Regions from separate parts of the Macaca mulatta genome. Here region 1 is linked to region 2. Evidence: chromatin contacts called from public Hi-C data. All regions are on one chromosome and are shown on one strand. The core of a region is the stretch at or near the end of the contact, and the rest is flanking DNA. Distances in the headings are between cores, read along the strand shown.

What was found. Hi-C and Micro-C count contacts between places; a contact is called where the count stands out from the background.
Region 1: a contact with region 2 is called in a Hi-C map of fetal cortex germinal zone, with 4 times the contacts expected there. The contact joins the promoter of FAM200A here to the promoter of ZKSCAN5 in region 2. A contact is called at or near these places in 5 of 14 Hi-C or Micro-C datasets (CD4 T cells, blood, cortical neurons and 2 more).

The regions. Positions count from the first base shown.
Region 1 is chr3:46,780,806-46,786,780 of T2T-MMU8v2.0, forward strand. It overlaps FAM200A (family with sequence similarity 200 member A), which reads right to left and starts at 2,748. Exons shown (of 2, transcript NM_001194538.2): 1 at 2,468-2,748.
Region 2 is chr3:46,727,346-46,733,225 of T2T-MMU8v2.0, forward strand. ZKSCAN5 (zinc finger with KRAB and SCAN domains 5) reads left to right here and starts at 4,625. Exons shown (of 8, transcript XM_077996196.1): 1 at 4,625-4,814; 2 at 5,724-5,870. ZNF394 (zinc finger protein 394) reads right to left here and starts at 4,486. Exons shown (of 7, transcript XM_077996238.1): 1 at 3,825-4,486; 2 at 2,912-3,038. The coding sequence starts at 4,280.

The DNA of each region.
Region 1 (5,975 bases), core at 1,498-3,997, 52 kb after region 2:
GCCAACTCTAAAAAGTGATCTGGTCATTCTTTTTTTTTTTTTTTTTTTTTTTGAGACGGAGTGTTGCTCTTGTTGCCCAGGCTGGAGTGCAATGACGTGATCTCGGCTCACGGCAACCTCTGCCTCCCAGGTTCAAGTGATTCTCCTCCTGCCTCTGCCTCCCAAATAGCTGGAATTACAGGCCATGTGCCACCACACCTGTCTAATTTTGTATTTTTAGTAGAGATGGGGTTTCTCCATGTTGGTCAGGACTGGTCTTGAACTCCTGACCTCAGATGATCCACCTGCCTCAGCCTCCCAAAGTGCTGGGATTACAGGGGCATGAGTCACTGTGCCTGGCTGATCTGGTCACTCTTAAAAATGATCATCAAAGTAGGGTATACAATATGATCCACTGGGGCATAGGGAAAAAAATTAGAACTTGTATTTATTTCTTAAAAATAAGAAATTAAGCTGTATAGTTAGTATTATGAATACTGAAACATGTTCATGTTACATAGATCCATGAATTATTCTGGAGAGAGAATGAGATTTCTACAACACACGGGATTGAGAAAACACCCTCATTTGTTTGTTTGCTTTTAGTACACTGCAATATTTCACCATTCATGTGAGCTTAGTGGATTTAAAGATACTGCCTGACTTTACTAAACGAGCCCCATTTTTTCTTCTCCTTTTTGAGACGGAGTCTTGGTCTGTCCCCCAGGCTCGAGCGCATTGGCACAATCTTGGCTCACTGCAACCTCTGCCTTCTGGGTGCAAGTGATTCTCCTGCCTTGGCCTCCTGAGTAGCTGGGATTACAGGTGCCCGCCACCACGCCCAGCTAATTTTTTTTTTTTTTTTAGTAGAGACAGGATTTCACCATGTTGGCCAGGCTGGTCTCGAACTCCTGACCTCGTGATCCATCCGCCTTGGCCTCCCAAAGTGCTGGGATTACAAGCGAGAGCCACCGCACCTGGACAACGAACCCCATCTTTTATTTGGTACCACTCAGCCTCTCAAAAATGCAAGTAACTTTCTGTATGTTGGTGGCACAACTGGAAATGAACATGGGGCAGTAGGTTTTGCCTAGCTGAATGTTAAATTCAGTCTACCAGTGAATTCCAAAATTGGAAGAGACCTTGAGATAATCTATTTTACTTAGGACACTTTTGAGACTTGGTGGGTCTATGTGTTCCACCCAAGAACATCAATGGCAGAACTGGTACCATTCGCCAATGGTCTGCTGCATCGTCCACAAATTCCCTTCTCTCCTTTACCCCTCAGTGTAAAATAAAGCACTGATACTTCCCACAACTGAAAACCTCCCATGCCCGAAACTGCTCATTTAAAACCCTTCCTGGCAGGGTGCGGTGGCTCACGCCTGTAATCCCAGCACTTTGGGAGGCCAAGGCGGGCGGATCACCTGTGGTCCGGAGTTTGAGACCAGCCTGGCCAACATGGTGAAACCCCGTCTCTACTAAAAGTACAAAAATCAACCGGGCATGGTGGCGAGCGCCTATAATCTCAGCTACTCAGGAAGCTGAGGCAGGAAAAGCTTGAACCCTGGCGCTGGAGGCTGCAGTCAGCCGAGATTGCGCCACTGAACTCCAGGCTGGGCGACAGAGCAAGACTCCGTCTCAAAAAACAAAAAACAAACAAAACAAAACAAAACAAAAAAACAAGACCACACAGACACAAAACAAACACAAAATAAACAAACAAAAAACCCCTTCCTGTAGTCTTGAAACTGAAAGGGTGAAGTGTAAATAATCTTTCCCTATTACATCCAAATCACTTCTTTATTTCTTTGTAGGCTTCAAACGTTCTTTTTTGTTTGTTTGTTTTTGAGACAGAGTCTCACTCTGCCACCAGGCTGGAGTGCAGTGACACGATCTCGGCTCACTGCAACCTCCACCTCCTGGGTTCAAGCGATTCTCCTGCCTCAGCCTCCCAAGTAGCTGGGATTACAGGCGTGTGTCGCCACGCCTAATTTTCTGTATTTCTAGTAGAGACAGGGTTTCACTAAGGAGGCAAGACTGATTTTGGAACTCCTGGCCTCAAGTGATTCGCCCGCCTAGGCTTCCCAAAGTGCTGGGATTACAGGCGTGAGCCACTGCGCCCGACCTTCACTCTAATCACCACCATAATGGTGGTGGGTTTGAGGGTGAACATATCATCCGCGGACACTGGCTTAACAAGCCCATCTGAATAAAAAAAATTATAACGCCAATGGCACTCGGTATCATGTAAGATCGCCCGAATTTTACAACTTGGGGTACATAGGAAACCAAAAACTCCCCACCACAAGAAAAACCAGTGGGGACAACTGGGGAGCAGAGATATCTGACTGGGGTCATTTTGTCCGCGCGTCTTTGGGGTAAAAAACCAGGACTAGGGGTCCAGAAGGGACACGCAGACCGCCTCTCCCCAGTCCCAGGAATGTCTCATTCCAATCCGGAAACCAAAACTTCGTTCCCTTCCCACCTGTATCCAGGGACGCCGCTGCTGAGGGACAGCGCTTGCCACCGCCGAGGCTGACGCGAGGGACAGGGGCACGGACCCGCTTCCACTCCGTCCGGGGCGGTCGTGGCGAGCGGATTGCAGGACACAGCCGTGCACGCCCAACTCTGTCCCCGCCCGGAGACGTCTGGGGTGCTGGGATAGAACCGGTTGTGACTTTGGGGACCAGGAGCGCTGGACTCAGATCTAGGCCCCCTGGACGTCAGAACCCAGGGAAAGCGTCACAAAAGCCGGAAGTGCGTCACACCCGCCTTCCGGAGCTGCGCTCCCCTTCGCGGTCCTCTCTAGGATCGCGGGAGGACTTAGCATTCCTGTGTAGGGCTCTAATCCCGGGTTTGGGGGTCGTGGTCCTCAGCTTGTCCGCTCTGAGGAGGTGCGCGGGGTGGGGAAAAAGGGACGAATTTCCTTTTATACCGCCCTGCTCAGATACTTATATATTCCTTCTATTTTTCTTAATGACAATAATTTTAATAGTTACAATAAAAATAGTGATTGTCTGTGGCAGAGGAGCTGAATGAAACGAGGGTGGAGACAGGATCAAGAATAAATGGCTTCACAAAACCAAGAGGTTGTCTCTTGAGATGCTGATTATGTATGTATTGCCAGCTGAATAGGTAGTATTTTCAAATATTTGATCTATAGGCAACAGACGTTCTTTCCAACACTAAATAGTTATAAAATTCTGAGTTTGCCTTATGTTTCCAGGGAGTTTTCAGATTAGCGACGGTGAAGAAATTTGAGGTGTTTTTGCTGTCAAAGTGTTATTGTAATAATTAAGGCTTCAATGATTGGATCAAGCATAACTTCACCTTTTATAAAACAGTAACTGAAACCTTGAATGCTGTGACATGACTCTAAAAGTTCTGGGCAAGTCTGTGGTACAGCCCAACAAGAGAAAAGCCCACAAAAGGAACTGCTACCTGCTACAGAGCCTCTGATTACGTGGTATCCCGAATTACCTTCTAGGCCCTGACTAATGCTCCATTCCTTTTGGGGTTTGATCTTGCTGTGGTTGCCATTTTCTACTTCCCCATGAGTCTTCTCAGTAATCCACTTGACTGTGTCTTTGCTCCATATATATATATTTTTTTCCTCCTACGGCACCGTCAAGTCCAATCTTTGCTCCTTTATCACTGGCTGGCCCTCTAACCTATAGTCCTCCTTGATGACATCATAGTCTCAGAACTTACTCCTCCAGATACATCCTCATATTTCCTTCCAGTGTTCCAAGTCATCTCTAAGAGCCATTACATTGCTACGCACTGTATTTTTCTTGTCTAAAACAGTCTCTCCTCCCCACCCCTGTCCCCATTCCTACACTGAAGTGCCTAAAGGATCCAGGAAGGCAGATTACTGAATGCAGCTGACTGGGTATATGATTTTGTATTTATGTTGTGTGTGTGGCAGGAATTGTGGGCATCTCTATAACGACTCCTTTCTTTGCCTACGGACCTGCTGGCACAAGAAACTCAAAGTGGCCTGGTGGTGTTCTGTTTTCAGTTCAGTGGAACAATTTAATGTCTCCTAAAGGAAATGTTCTTCCTGGAAATGAGAATCATAACCCAGCTGGCTCCAGATTTCAGAGCTAGGAGGCACAAATTCTACAGGTGAGTGGCTGGGTGTGATAGTAATAGAGGCTACTCCTGTATGCACGTAGTTCTACTGGAGACACAATACTATATATCCATTTTGGCCCAATGCATATCAGTGCATATACCATATCCTGAAGAACTGCTCCCAACTTTGCAAGGCATTACATCTTAGTCGGCAATTTAGCCCAGTCTTCAACAGGCCATTCCAAAGTCCTATCTGACTAGCTGCTTCTGGATGATGAGTATGCACCATTAATTTTGTAGCTTCGAGTTCACTGTCACACCTCCTTGGTTATCAATGGGTTCCTTAGTTTCAGGTATGTCAATAAAGCACCCTGTAAGCTCTCAGATGGTGGTACTGCTGGAGGCAAAGTAGTTGGGGAAGACAAGCTCATTTAGAGTATATATCATTTCTGGTAAGAACAAATTGATGCCCATTCCAAGGTAAAGGGGATCTGATGCACTCAACCTGGTGGTAGCTGGTATCCCCAAGACTGAGTGTTGGTCTCCAGTGCTGGCAGGCTGGACGCTCCACCATGGTGGGAGTTACATCAGCCTTGGTAAGAGGTAGCCCATATTGGCCGGGCACGGTGGCCCACGCCTGTAATCCCAGCACTTTGGGAGCCCAAGGTGGGTAGATCACAAGGTCAGGAGTTCAAGACCAGCCTGAGCAACATGGTGAAACCCCGTCTCAACTAAAAATACAAAAATTAGCTGGGCATGGTGGCATGCGCCTGTAGTCCCAGCTACTCGGGAGGCTGAGGCAGGAGAACTGCTTGAACCCAGCAGGCTGCAGTGAGCCGAGATCACACCACTGCACTCCAGCCTGGGCAACAGGGCGAGACTCCATCTCAAAAAAGAAAGAAAAATGAAAAAATAAGAGGTAGCCCATATTGTTGGGACCACACACAGCCTCTATCCCTGCTACCATGGTCTCTGTTCATAAGCCTATTGCTTAAACAATAAGATGGCCCCTAACCAACAAGCCAAGTCATTCATCACTGCCCAGGAGTCAATGCATATCCGTACCTTAGGCTATCTTCTCCAAAATATGGCATGGGTGACTAAATGTACCATTGCTCACTGAGGTAATTTCTCTTCACCAGTATGCTTCAGGGCAACTCAAGTGGGGCTGGAATGAAGGAACAGTCTGTTTCTGGAAGATGCCAACATGGTGAACTGACCCAATCTCCAATCTTTGAAGAGGCCAAGGCTCTTCTGTCTCCATCAGTTAGTTGTAGGGAACTTCTATAAGGCCATAGGTGTTAAGTTTATGGGAGAGGTGGCAGTAGAGCAGAGGTAAGTGACATGGGAGCTTGGAAACGTGTTTTTTTTGCCTTAGAAGGCATGACCTTGCTCCAGAATCTTAAGTATTTGTGCTGTGATTTTTTTTTTTTTTTTTTTTTGAGACGGATTCTCGCTCTGTTGCCCAGACTGGAGTGCAGTGGCACGATCTCGGCTCACTGCAAGCGCCGCCTCCCAGGTTCACGCCATTCTCCTGCCTCAGCCTCCCGAGTAGCTGGGACTACAGGCGCCCACCACCACGCCTGGCTGATTTTTTGTATTTTTAGTGGAGACGGGGTTTCACCGTGTTAGCCAGGATGGTCTCAATCTCCTGACCTCGTGATCCGCCCGCCTCGGCCTCCCGAAGTGCTGGGATCACAGGAGTGAGCCACTGTGCCCGGCCTGCTGTGACTCTATTATGGGTTGAATTGTACCTCCACCTCATCCCCAATTAATATGTTGAAGTTCTAGCCTCTGATACCTCAGAATGTGATCTTATTTGGCAATAGGAGCGTTGCAGACGTAATTACTTAAGATGAGGTCATAGCGGATTAGGGTGGGTCCCTCATCTAATGACTGGTATCCTCATAAAAAAG
Region 2 (5,880 bases), core at 3,375-5,874:
CACTGCACCCAGCTATTTTATTTTTTTTGAGATGGAGTTTCGCTCATTGCCAAGGCTGGAGTGCAGTGGCATGATCTTCGCTCACTGCAACCTCCAACTCCCAGGTTCAAGCAATTCCCCTGCCTCAGCCTCGAAAGTAGCTGGGATTACAGGCACGTGCCACCACACCCGGCTAACTTTTGTATTTTTAGTAGAGATGGGGTTTTACCATCTTGGTCAGGCTGGTCTCAAACTCCTGACCTCAGGTGATCCACCTGGCCTTGGCCTCCCAAAGTGTGGGATTACTGGCGTGAGCCACTGCGCCCAGCCTATTTTTAATTTTTTTGAGACAGAGTCTCACTCTGTCACCCAGGTTGGAGTGTAGTGGCATCTCGACTCACTGCAACCTCCACCTCCCAGGTTCAAGTGATTCTCCTGCCTCAGCTTTCTGAGTAGCTGGAATTACAGGTGCCCATTAACTGGCGTGACTAATTTTTGTATTTTTAGTAAAGACGGGGTTTTACCATGTTGGCCAGGCTGGTCTTGAACTCCTGACCTCAAGTGATTTGCCTGCCTTGGCCTCCCAAAGTGCTAGGGTTACAGGTGTGAGCCACCTCGGCCTCCCAAAGTTGTGGGATTACAGGTATGAGTCACCACACCCGGCACAAGGGAGCAATTTGAGCAAAGCTCTGAAGCTTGGCTTCCTACAGAGCTAGAGTAGAACATTTCAGGCAGAGCAGTCACATAGCACAAAGACCAGGAGGCAGAGGGGCTTGGCATATTTTGGAGCAGCAAGGCAGTGTGGCCAGAGTGGGTGAGGGGCAGCGGAAGGGATGGGTGGGTAAGCAGGGTGCCAGGGCCCCTGCACATCAGGCATCACAGGCCCGACTAATTTTTTGCATTTCTAGTAGAGACGGTGTTTTACTATGTTGGCCAAGTGGGTTTTGAACTCCTGACCTTGTGATCTGTCCACCTCGGCCTCCCAAAGTACTGAGATTACAGACGTGAGCTATCACCTGGCCAAAATGTATTACTATTTTTTTAATTAAAAAAAATTTTTTTAAAAAGATGGGGTCTTGCTGTGTTGCCCAGGTTGGTCTTGAGCTCCTGGCCTCAAACAATCCTCCCATCTGGGCCTCCCAAAGTGCTAGGATTACAGGTGAGAGTCACCGTGCCCGGCCAACAGCAAATGTTGACGAGAATGTGGAGAAAGAAAAATTCTCAATATTGCTGGTGGCGTATACATTAGTTATGAGCTCTTTGGAGAGTAAGATGAACATACAGTTGTCTCCTCTTCTCTGTGGGGACACATTCCAAGACCCCCAGTGATGCCTGAAACTGTGTATAGTACCAAAGCCTCTCTCTCTCTCTATATATATATAATTTTTTTTTTTTTTTTTTTTGAGACGGAGTCTCACTCTGTCGCCCGGGCTGGAGTGCAGTGGCCGGATCTCAGCTCACTGCAAGCTCCGCCTCCCGGGTTTACGCCATTCTCCTGCCTCAGCCTCCCGAATAGCTGGGACTACAGGCGCCCGCCACCTCGCCCGGCTAGTTTTTTGTATTTTTTTTTTAGTAGAGACGGGGTTTCACCGTGTTAGCCAGGATGGTCTCGATCTCCTGACCTCGTGATCCGCCCGCCTCGGCTTCCCAGAGTGCTGGGATTACAGGCTTGAGCCACCGCGCCTGGCCAATGTTTTTTCTTATACATACGTCCCTTTAATCAAGTTTAATTCATAAATTAGGTACATTAAGAGATTAACAGTAACTATCAATTATAACAATATACTTAACTAGGTTTGGTGGCTCATACCTGTAATCCCAGCACTTTGCGAAGCTGAGGCAGGAGAATCACCTGAGGTCAGGAGTTCAAGACCAGTCTGGCCAACATGGTGAAACCCCATCTCTACTAAAAATACAAAATTAGCTGAGCATGGTGGGGCGTGTCTGTAATTCCAGCTACTCAGGGGACAGAGGCAGGAGAATTGCTTGGCTTGGGAGGCAGAGGTTGCAATGAGCTGAGACCACACCACTGCACTCACTCCCCCTGGGCAACAAGAGGAAAACTCCACCTCAAGAAAACTCCCAAAACCAAAGACAAAAAATGAAAAACAAATGCTATACTGTAATAATAGTCATGTGAATGTGGTCTCTATCTTAAAATACCTGGTTGTATTGCGTACTGTGGGTAAGTGAAACCACAGAAAGCAAAACCAGGAAGAGGGGACTACTGCCTGTCTCTAGGCATATTCTCTTCAGAAACTCCAACATAGGAACAAATACACAAAAATATGCAAGAATATACAAGAATGTTCGGTGCAACGCTGTAATGGTTAAAACTTAAGACACCTAGATGTCCATTAACAGAAATGGATAGAATTCTGGAGTATCTGGACAGTAAAACAGGTAGAGCTCCATGCATCAACATGAGTAAATCTCAAAAATGTAATACTGAGTTAAAAAAAAGCCATACAGTAATGATATACAGCGTGGAGCTACATGTCTACGTAGAGACAATATAAGACATGCATGGAAGTCATAAACCCAACGGTCAGCTTACTGGCTACCTCTAGAGAAGGATAGAGGAGAAGGATTTCCAGGAGGCTATGTGGGAGCCTCACCTCCAGCTGTAACATATTTCTCTGGCAATGTGGCCAAGTATTAAGATCGGATAAACTTGGGTGGTGGACACAGGGGATGGTCATTATCTATTTTTCTTTTTTATAGTTTTCTTTATGTATAAGACATTAAAAATGAACCAAAGTAAAAACCTGAATCTAGCACCTAGCAGTACATAGGCTCCTGCGTGGGTTACAGAAGACACCTGAAGGCTCTCAGCCCAAGTCTGGGAATGGCATAATGGCTCAGGGATGGTAATGGACCACCCCTTCACAAATCACACACCACAACAAACCAGCAGAGCAACAGCACTCACTAGGCGGAACTGTGCTCCCGGAATCCTTCTGTGCACTCTCTCTGCAGAAGTCCCTCCGTGCTGGGTCCAGGCGCTCCCACTCCTCCCAGGTTAGAGACACAGCCATGTCCTCGAAAGTCGCCATCCCCTGGGAACAACACAAGAGCCCAATTCAGTACCTGCTGTCCCTGTACAGCATTATCACTCTTCTTGAGTCTTGTACTGACCAGGGAGTTTGGAGAGATCAGAGATAGAGGCTGACATTCTCTTGTAATCCTGAAAAGCCTTTCTGTGGACTATTTACACTAATTTTGGGGGTAGGTAAGAGCAAAATATTTCTTTAACTTGTATCACTGTGATGTATGGGAATAGAAATATGACACATTAAAAGTACACACGACCGGGCGCGGTGGCTCATACCTGTAATCCCAGCACTTTGGGAGGCCACGGCGGGCGGATCACCTGAGGTCAGGAGATTGAGACCAGCCTGGCCAACACGGTGAAACCCCATCTCTACTAAAAATACAAAAATTGGCCGGGCGTGGTAGCGGGCGCCTGTAATCCCAGCTACTCAGGAGGCTGAGGCAGGGGAATCGCTTGGACCCGGGAGTCAGAGGTTGCAGTGAGCCGAGATCGCGCCATTGCACTCCAGCCTGGGCGACAAGACTGAAACTCCACCTCAAACAACAACAACAGAAAAGGAAAAAAAAGAAAACAAGAAAAAAGAAAACCAGTAATCCGTGTTGGCTTTATGCTGAGGTCTATAAAGTCATCTCCTGGATGGATCTGTCACTGTGGCCTGCGGAAAGGAAGTCCATACACACCCCAACGTTCACACGAAATGTAATAAGGAAATAACTTCCGAAACGCAGAGCACCCCATACACGCCTATTTTCCACACTCCCACCTCCAGAATGGGTCTTTCGCTTCTCACCTGAGGTGAGGTTCCATCGAGCGCTCGCTGCAGAGCCCGCACCACGGCCACTGCCTCCTCCCCGCTCTCCGGGCAGTGCTCTCGCACCCAGGCTTGGAGCTCCTCGGGCAGGATGGTGAGGAACTGCTCCAGCACCAGCAGCTCCAGGATCTGCTCCTTGGAGAGCAGCTCAGGCCTCAGCCACCGACGACAGAGTTCTCGGAGCCGGCTCAGCGCCTCTTCCGGTCCAGCCACCTCCTGATAACGCAGCTGCCTAAAGTGCAGTCGAGAAGTTTCGGGGTCTGGCCAAGCCCCTGGATAGCCGGGCTCCCAACTTCCGGGTGAGTCTTCCTCCACTTTCACGGGCAAAAGTCCGTCGCGTTGGGACGGCGCCGCTTCTTTGGACCTCGCAGCCATTACCCAGGGTCCCAACTCGGCGTCACTGCCGCGACTCTGGGCGGTCAAGCTGGAATTCATCTTTCTCCGGCATGTGCTGCCCTTCCTGGAGTCTTCCTTTCAGGTGAAGAAAGAGCAAACCCAAGGAACTCATCAGCCCTCAAACCCTCCGGTCCCAAACACCGGGCCCCACCACACCAGGCCCCTCTCCCACACTTCTTCCTTTCCTCAGCTTTGCGCCTACAGCTCCCTCAGTCCAGCCACCGAAAACATCCCGTGCCGGAAGTGCGTCACGGACGCCCTGCGGCACCCTTCCCTGCATTTCCGGGGCCTCTCTAGGCGCCTGATGGGGTGAGGTGCATCTCGCTGGTTTATCGTCGGAGCCCCGCCCGACGCAGTGGGTCTTGACGGTTTCCTGCAGCCCAGGGAAATACAGGCGTCCGAGCCGGTGGCCCGAGCTCCGGCAAGTGCGGGAACTTTCAGGATTAAATAGACAGAGTCTGGCTCTGTCGCCCAGGCTGGACTGCAGTGGCGCGATTTCGGCTCACTGCAACTTCTGTCTCCCGGGTTCAAGCAGTTCTCCAGCTTCAGCCTCTCAAGTATCTAGGACTACAGGTGCGCGCGAACACGCCCAGCTTTATTAATTTTTTTGTAGGGACGGGGTTTCACTATATTGCCCAGTTTGGACAAAGTTTTTTGTTTTTTCTTTTTTGAGACGGACTCTCGCTCTGTCGCTAAGCTGTCTTAGCCTCCTCAGCAGCTTGGACTACAGGCGCGCGCCACCATGCCTGGCTAATTTTGGTATTTTTAGTAGAGATGGCGTTTCACCCTGTTGGTCAGGCTGGTCTCGATCTCCACACCTCGTGATCCGCCTGCCCTGGCCTCCCAAAGTGCTGGGATTACAGGCGTGAGCCACTGCACCCGGTTAGAAAAAGTTTTTTTGTGTTTTTGTTTTTTTTTTTTTTAGACTAAGTGCTTCCATGTACATCAGATGTTAACGACTTTGATCCTAACAAAGATGAGGAAATTGATGCTCAAAGATGTGTCCTGGCCTGGCTCAGTGGCTTATGCCTGTAATCCCAGCATTTTGGGAGGCCAAGGGGTAGAGAGCGCTTGAAGTCGGGAATTGGAGACCCCCATCTATACAAAAAAATAAAAAATTAGCTGGGTGTAGTGCATCTGTAGTCCTAGTGAGAGGGGAAGCCAGTTGGACTTCCTGGGTGGAGTGGGGACTTGGCCTTTTCTGTCTTACAAGAGGTTTGTAAAAATGCACCAATCAGCGCTCTGTAGCTAGCAAGAGGTTTGTAAAATGCACCAATCAGCGCTCTGTAAAATGGACCAATCAGCAGGATACTAAAAGTAGCCAATCGCAGGGAAGATGGAGAAAAGGGCATTCTGATATGACAGAACTAGGACATGGAGGGGACAAATAAGGGATTAAAAGCTGGCCACCCCAGCCAGCAGCGGCAACCCGCTGGGGTCCCATTCCATGCTGTGGAAGGTTTGTTCTTTTGCTCTTCACAGTAAGTCTTGCTGCTACTCTTTGGGTCCCTGCCATCTTTAAGAGCTGTAACACTCACTGCGAAGGTCTGCAGCTGCATTCCTGAAGTCAGGGAGACCAAGAACCCACCGGAAGGAACCAACTCCTGACACACCACTTAGGAGGCTGAGGTCAGAGGAT